2 separate regions of the Mus musculus genome follow, and region 2 is linked to region 1. Evidence: chromatin contacts called from public Hi-C data. All regions are on one chromosome and are shown on one strand. Each heading gives the region's core, a stretch centred on a gene start, on an enhancer-like site or on the middle of the called end of the contact. The rest is flanking DNA. Distances are from core to core; before and after follow the strand shown.

Region 1 (2,886 bases), core at 239-2,738:
ATCTACCATCATACCCTCCAGCCCAAGGAACTCCCTTGTCTGTGCGGAGTTCATTACAGCAGAAAAGAACAAGCACCAGGGGATCCTGGAGAGGCTCAGCCTGGAGCATCCCAGCAGGAGGGTACTCTGGGGCTCAATTCACCCGCTGAATTGGTGAAAAGTTCAAAGGAGCAAAGTTTGCTTCTAGAATGGATGCTGTCAAGAGCTGGGGGTTGGGGGGGGGGTCTAGGATTCTTATCTTAACAAGTGCTACCGAGGAGTTGGACACATAGAGGGATGCTGGGATGCTGACACTTCCCTCGGTAGCTATCACTCATTGGTTGGTATTCTGCACTTTGTTCTTGCTCAGACAATTGCTAAGTGACCTTGGTTCTACCTCCTGCATGGAGACAGCAGTCTCCGTGTCTGACAGGATGGCTGTGACTGTCTTCCTTAGAAGGAACAACTGAGCTTAGCTACCATTCCAGATCAGTCCACAGTGACACTAAGGCCAACTCTGGGTGTCAGGCTGTCCTCTTCCTTCTCTGACCACACTGCTACATGGTGGTCCTTGGAGCTGGGGCCATCGAGGCAACTAGGAGGCAAACTCCAGAAAGAGCTCACTCTCAGGCACCACCTGTCACCTCAAACTGTATGCGTTAGGCCCTTCAAGTGGGTCACCGTCCTGCACCGCAGAATCCTTGCATGTTGTCTCTGGCCCTCTTTCCCATTCCCCCTTCTCTGCCTGTACCACCTGTATACCATCACCACCTTGCCATGCGCTCATTAACGATTCTCCAGTCACCTCAGGATTTGTGTGGACCATGTTCTACATGACTTGTTGCAGAAAATATTTTAAAAGGCAACCCCCTTAACCCCAGCACTCGGGAGGCAGAGGCTGGCAGATTTCTGAGTTCAAGACCAGCCTGGTCTACAAAGTGAGTTCCAGGACAGCCAGGGCTACACAGAGAAACCCTGTCTCGGAAAAAAGAAAAAGAAAAAAAAAAAAGGCAACCCGCCATTTCTCCTGCCTTGGCTGGTCCATGATCATGCTCAAGTACCAGCACTGGTGGGCCACAACACTAGGTCCTGGCAGGAGTGGAGTGGAGTGGAGTGGGGTGGGGTGGGGTGGGGTGGGTGGGTGTGTTCAGCTCGGCGTTTTCTCACCACTGAGCTACTCCCAGCTAGCGAGTTCATCTGTTTTCCACACAACACACACACACACCCCACGATCAGCCATCTCAACACCTAGTTACCCAGTAGAAACATGACTCTTAGAGCTTAATTATTCAATCAGATTTATATAACAGTAAGGTCACAATTTACAAGATGCCAACTGATAAAGATAGGCTTTAACCCAATTATTCTAATCTTGTGAAAAACCTAGCTACTTGTGGCTGCTTAAAACCACGTGGGGTCAGGATCATCTTTCAATTCGTCTGCCTCCATGTAGGTTTCTCTCCTTCTCCCCCTCAGGTTAACTCTCTATCTCTCCCTCCCAGCTCCGCCTCCCTTTTCCTGTCCAATCACAGGCCTGCCAGTGCCCTAATGTGATTGGACAGAGAAAATCCTGCAACAATGACTTTCTTATCATTCATCTTTCCTTTCAAGTGGGACCCTGAAAGAGGCCTCCCCAACCCACTCAAAAGAAAGCATCCCGTGCCAGGGCATTTCCTGTCTTTCTTTACCTTGTTTTAGCCTTCATCCATGTATCAGTATTTGAACTCTTTTAATGATTACACGTTATTTTCTGTCTTCACCGGCGTCTGGATGTTTGTTATACAACACAGGCAAAGGTTTGTCTGCCTTGTTCAGTTCTTCATCTCCAGGGACAAAGTGCAGAATACCAACCATCTTTTATACCAGCTACCAATGAGTGGCAGCTATCTACTGAGTGCAGTGTCAGCATCCCAGCATCTGTCTGTGTGGTTACGATTTCAAAGATCAATACATGTTTATCGTGATCTTATGAAAAATAACTAAACAAGACGTGTGTGTGTATGTGTGTGTGTGTGTGTGTGTGTGTGCGCGTGCATTCTCAAAATACGTGTTGGCAATAAGAGAAGGATACTGGCCTAGAATAGCAGAATCCTGGTCCTCAGGCATGGAGTATAATAACCAAGCTTAATTACTATATATTTGATTTGGCCCAGATTAAAAACCCAGATTCACATACTCCTGCGTATCTATGTATATATATACATACATATATACATTGCTAATGGATGCCCTGATTGCCAATTATTTCAAAAGCTTAGCCTAATAGTTTAATTCAAATAATACAATTAATAATCATATTATACTTTAAAGGGGAAAGTTTGACATTCAGTTATTTTGTTTCCTGATTATTTCAAATCCATGAGATTTTAAAAATTAGAGATCAGCAAGGGTTCTATGCAGGGTTGAATTCCTGACTCAACTGTCCCTGAACCATCTTAGGAATGAGACTGCCATAGGTGATAGTTGGTAGAGGGGCCCTGATAAGTGAGACCTGCCATCCCTCTCTCCCCTTGAAATCATTACCTCTGTCCCGGCCTCATTCTGCCACCCGAGCTAGATCACTAGCTGTGGTGGTTTGAATGAAAATGGCCCCCATAGGTTCACAGGGAGTGCGCTGTAAGGAGGTGTGACCTTGTGGGGAGGGGTTGTGGCATTGTTAGAGGAAGTGTGTCACTGGAGAAGGCTCTGAGGTCTCAAGATGGTCAGTCCAAGCCCAGGGTGGCATTCTCTTCCTGCTGTCTGCCAATCTGGATATAGAACTCTCAGCTCCTTCTCTAGCATGGTGTCTGCTTGTGTGCTGCCATGCTGCCCACCATGATGATAATGGACTGAGCCTCTGAAAGTGTAAGCCAGCTTCCATTAAACGTTTTCCTTTATAAGAGTTGCCATGGCCACGGTGTCTGTTTG
Region 2 (3,247 bases), core at 149-2,648, 150 kb before region 1:
CATGTTTCTGACCCGGCTGGGTCCTCTGCATTCACCTCTGCCTAAATGGCCTTTACAGCATGCTCCGTTCCCCAGAGCTGAGTCTGATGGAGGGGCAGGTCTTGGCGTGGACCCAGGGGCCTCTCTGGGGAGCTCTGCACCCCTGTTATTCTGTTGCTACCCTGAGATCTATCAGGACAAGGACATTGCTAGATGGACAGGTAGGACATGATTGTCCTTGCATGGAAAGGGAGAAACAGAATTTGTAATAACCCAACCCTTTCAACACCAGCAGGGCTGACCTCTGACCTCTGAGAACCATGACCTGCCAAAGTCAAATGTTCCACCCATGAGTCCACGGCTCTTGGGCCAGGTGGCTGTCACTGAGGGTTTTGTCTTCTGTCCTGCTCTTCTCTGTCGCCACCATCTGTTCTTTCCCTGTCTTTGATCTCATCACCTCCTCTTCATCCTCATCCTTCGTCTGTAGGTGGTGCTCCCCAGTGCTCATCCCGTGAGTACTGCTGGCACATACAGTGGAGTCACCCACTGCTGGACAGGTGAGCACAGCCTTGAGACAGAGAGCAGATGGTGGCATGAGATCCGGTCATCTGTGTTAAAGTAAGGCAAGAAAAACAATTTTCTTCAGGTGTCTTAAACAGGGGGAAAAAAAGTGTGTGTGTGTGTGTGTGTGTGTGTGTGTGTGTGTGTGTGTGTTGAAATCCTTTAAAAACTAAGAGTCAGCAGGTCAAATACATAGCTGAACTTGCAGGGGACCAAGGCATGGTTGTTAGGATTTTGATCAATACAATGTTCATATCAACTGGAGCTCCTGCTAGAGAAATAAGGTGAACGATGCGGTAAAGCCAGTGGCTGGAATGCTCTTCTGGCCATAGTAGCTGACTGCAGGCTCTTTGCCCTTCCTTGTCATGGGTAAATCTCTCCCTGCCCTGACGTAGATTAGATGTTGCCGGCCACAAAGCAACACAGGTGCTTCTCGCGTGGATTTTCTGTGGTCAGGGCTGAGAGATTCTAAGTATGTAGCCGCAGGTGCTGGCCAGGCTGGCTGCAAGGAGCTGAGAGTCAAGTCAGAGGATTTTACACACAGGAATCTAGCGAGAACCAGAGACTTAGTCACATGCCTGAGGCTCATGGCCCCAGCCACAGGATCAAACCACCAGGGTCCAGCGGTCCACGAGGCCACATTCTCTTTCCTTAGCAACTAATGGATTCTCTCCTCAGTATGGCAACGGATTTCCTCAGAGCCAGGGAGATTTCCTCCCAAGCTGGGAGAGCACTCCCAAGAGGGAACACAGTCATTCAGAACTTGCTGGCCGCGGTGACTCAGCATCACAGGGACCCGGCTTGGTAGGATAAGGACCTGGCCTGCACCAGCACGTGTCTACCAGCAGGTGGAGACTGTTAGCGCGGACCCGGAGGTCAGCAGCCACACCTTCTCTGGAAGCACACCCGATTGGGCCGCTGTTCCTACCTTTTAATGCTTGCTCCTGTACCACGGGGGCTGCAAGCCTGGGACTTACATTTCCCAGACTCTGTTGCTCTTCTTTGGGTTTTGTTTGTTAGTTTGTTTTGTTTGTTTGTTTGTTTTTCTGTTGCCGTGATTAGAGCACTGACCAAAAGTAACTTGGGGGAAGAAAGGATTGATCACGTCTTACAGGTTAGAGTACAGAGTTCAAGGAAGCCGGAGCAGGAGCTCAAACAGAAACCTGGAGGCAGGAACTGAATCAGAGACTGGGGGAACGCTGCTTACTGGCTGGCTCCCATGGCTTGCTCAACTAACTTTCTCCTCCTCCTCCTCCTCCCCCTCCTCCTCCTTCGATTTTTGAGATAGGGTTTCTCTGAGTAGCCCTGGCTATCCTGGAATTCACTCTGTAGACCAGGCTGACTTTGAACTCAGAAATCCACCTGCCTCTGCCTCCCAAGTGCTGGAATTAAAGGCATGCGCCACCATTGCCCAGCCTCAGCTAACCTTCTTATACAGCCCAGATCACCTGTCCAGGGATGACCCTGTCCACAGTGGACATTAAGTAACAATTAAGAAAATGTCTCACAGACATGACCACTGGCCAATCTGGTGGAGGCAATTCCTCAGCAGAGAGAGGTTCCCTCCTTCCAACTGAGCCATGTTGACAACCGAAGCTGACTATAACAGCGTGGTTTAGATTTGGTTGAGATGTTTGGGAGACAGAGAGAGTGGAGCTGTCCACCCTGGCATCAGGGGTGGGTGACAGTCACACTTGGCTTCAGAGGATGTGAACTTTCCAGTGTCTCCTAGACTTTGTGTCTGCTGTAGTCTCTGAGTTGGGGCTGGAGCAGCCCTGACGTCAACGATGACTTCCAGGGTTCTGTGACCTCTGCTCAGCTGCTTCCTGAGCTCGGCACTTAGCACTGGGACAGGAGACTCAAATAATGGACTTACTTTTTAGTTCTCCTAGAAGTCTTGCACGTAGATCCCTATAGTAAGTTTCTTTGTTTCTTTTTAAAACATCCCACACACCCCCTCCCGGAAAGAGGTTTATTCTTCTGGTATGGGAGAAACAGCAGTTTAGTGTGCCCTTCCCCCAGCCCTGAGCAGGCTAATCAGATCTTAATGGTTTGCCACAGTTGGTCTTTCTGCTCACCCAGCTAGGGTGGAGTCTTTCCAACCTAGGATGAGGTCTTCCACCTCGCCTCCCTCCTTTTCAGGTGTACCCAGTTCTCTGTGGCTGCTGGACAGCTACAGTTTAGCAGTTAATTTTAGTGTTGTGCCTCTTTAAATTATGTCTCGACGACTTCTTTATGTGACACTGAATCAGTGACCTAACCCTTTTAGCAAGAGTTTCCTCACGTATAAAGTTGGGGTATCATTATCACCATCACCATCACGCCACTACCACCACCACCACCACCACCACCACCACCACCACCACCACTCTCATCACCATCACCATCACCACCACCACCATCACCATCACCATTACCACTGTTGTCACCCTTGCAATTGCTGCTGACACAGTAGACCACAGTGACACCATGAGAGCGCTTACAAAGAACATAAGAGACAAGCTCTAACTTTCTGCCCAGATAATGTGAAAGAAGTCACTTGAATCGGCAAGGAATAAATGTATCACTGGGGATGTAAAGGAAGCTAGTTGCGGAGTGCTGCTGCAGAGACGAACGGAGGGGCTGATGGCAGGGCCGATGGGGGCTGGGCCAGGTTGATGCAGAACAGCTCCCTACTACAGTCACAGCTGACCCTCTAAGCAGAGGC

Evidence for each region. A called contact is a pair of places that touch in the nucleus more often than the background predicts.
Region 2: a Hi-C map of regulatory T cells shows a contact between it and region 1, with 1.9 times the contacts expected there. The contact joins two enhancer-like sites. A contact is called at or near these places in 2 of 15 datasets of contacts at CTCF or cohesin (the NIH/3T3 cell line and large pre-B cells), 9 of 484 Hi-C or Micro-C datasets (B cells, CD4 T cells, CD8 T cells and 5 more), 10 of 115 datasets of contacts at active chromatin or transcription factors (bone marrow-derived macrophages, cardiomyocytes, embryonic stem cells and 5 more) and 1 of 9 other capture datasets (embryonic stem cells).

The regions. Positions count from the first base shown.
Region 1 is chr15:97,428,328-97,431,213 of GRCm38.p6, reverse strand. No RefSeq gene overlaps it. Among named protein-coding and RNA genes, the nearest start is that of Gm41393, 23 kb to the right of the region's middle. Within about 2 kb of position 1,488, at least 8 of the 459 cell types and tissues checked have an H3K27ac peak or open chromatin away from gene starts, as enhancers often do. A contact at or near this core is called in CD8 T cells and regulatory T cells, where this site is marked.
Region 2 is chr15:97,579,957-97,583,203 of GRCm38.p6, reverse strand. No RefSeq gene overlaps it. Among named protein-coding and RNA genes, the nearest start is that of Gm41394, 39 kb to the left of the region's middle. Within about 2 kb of position 1,398, at least 120 of the 459 cell types and tissues checked have an H3K27ac peak or open chromatin away from gene starts, as enhancers often do. A contact at or near this core is called in CD8 T cells and regulatory T cells, where this site is marked.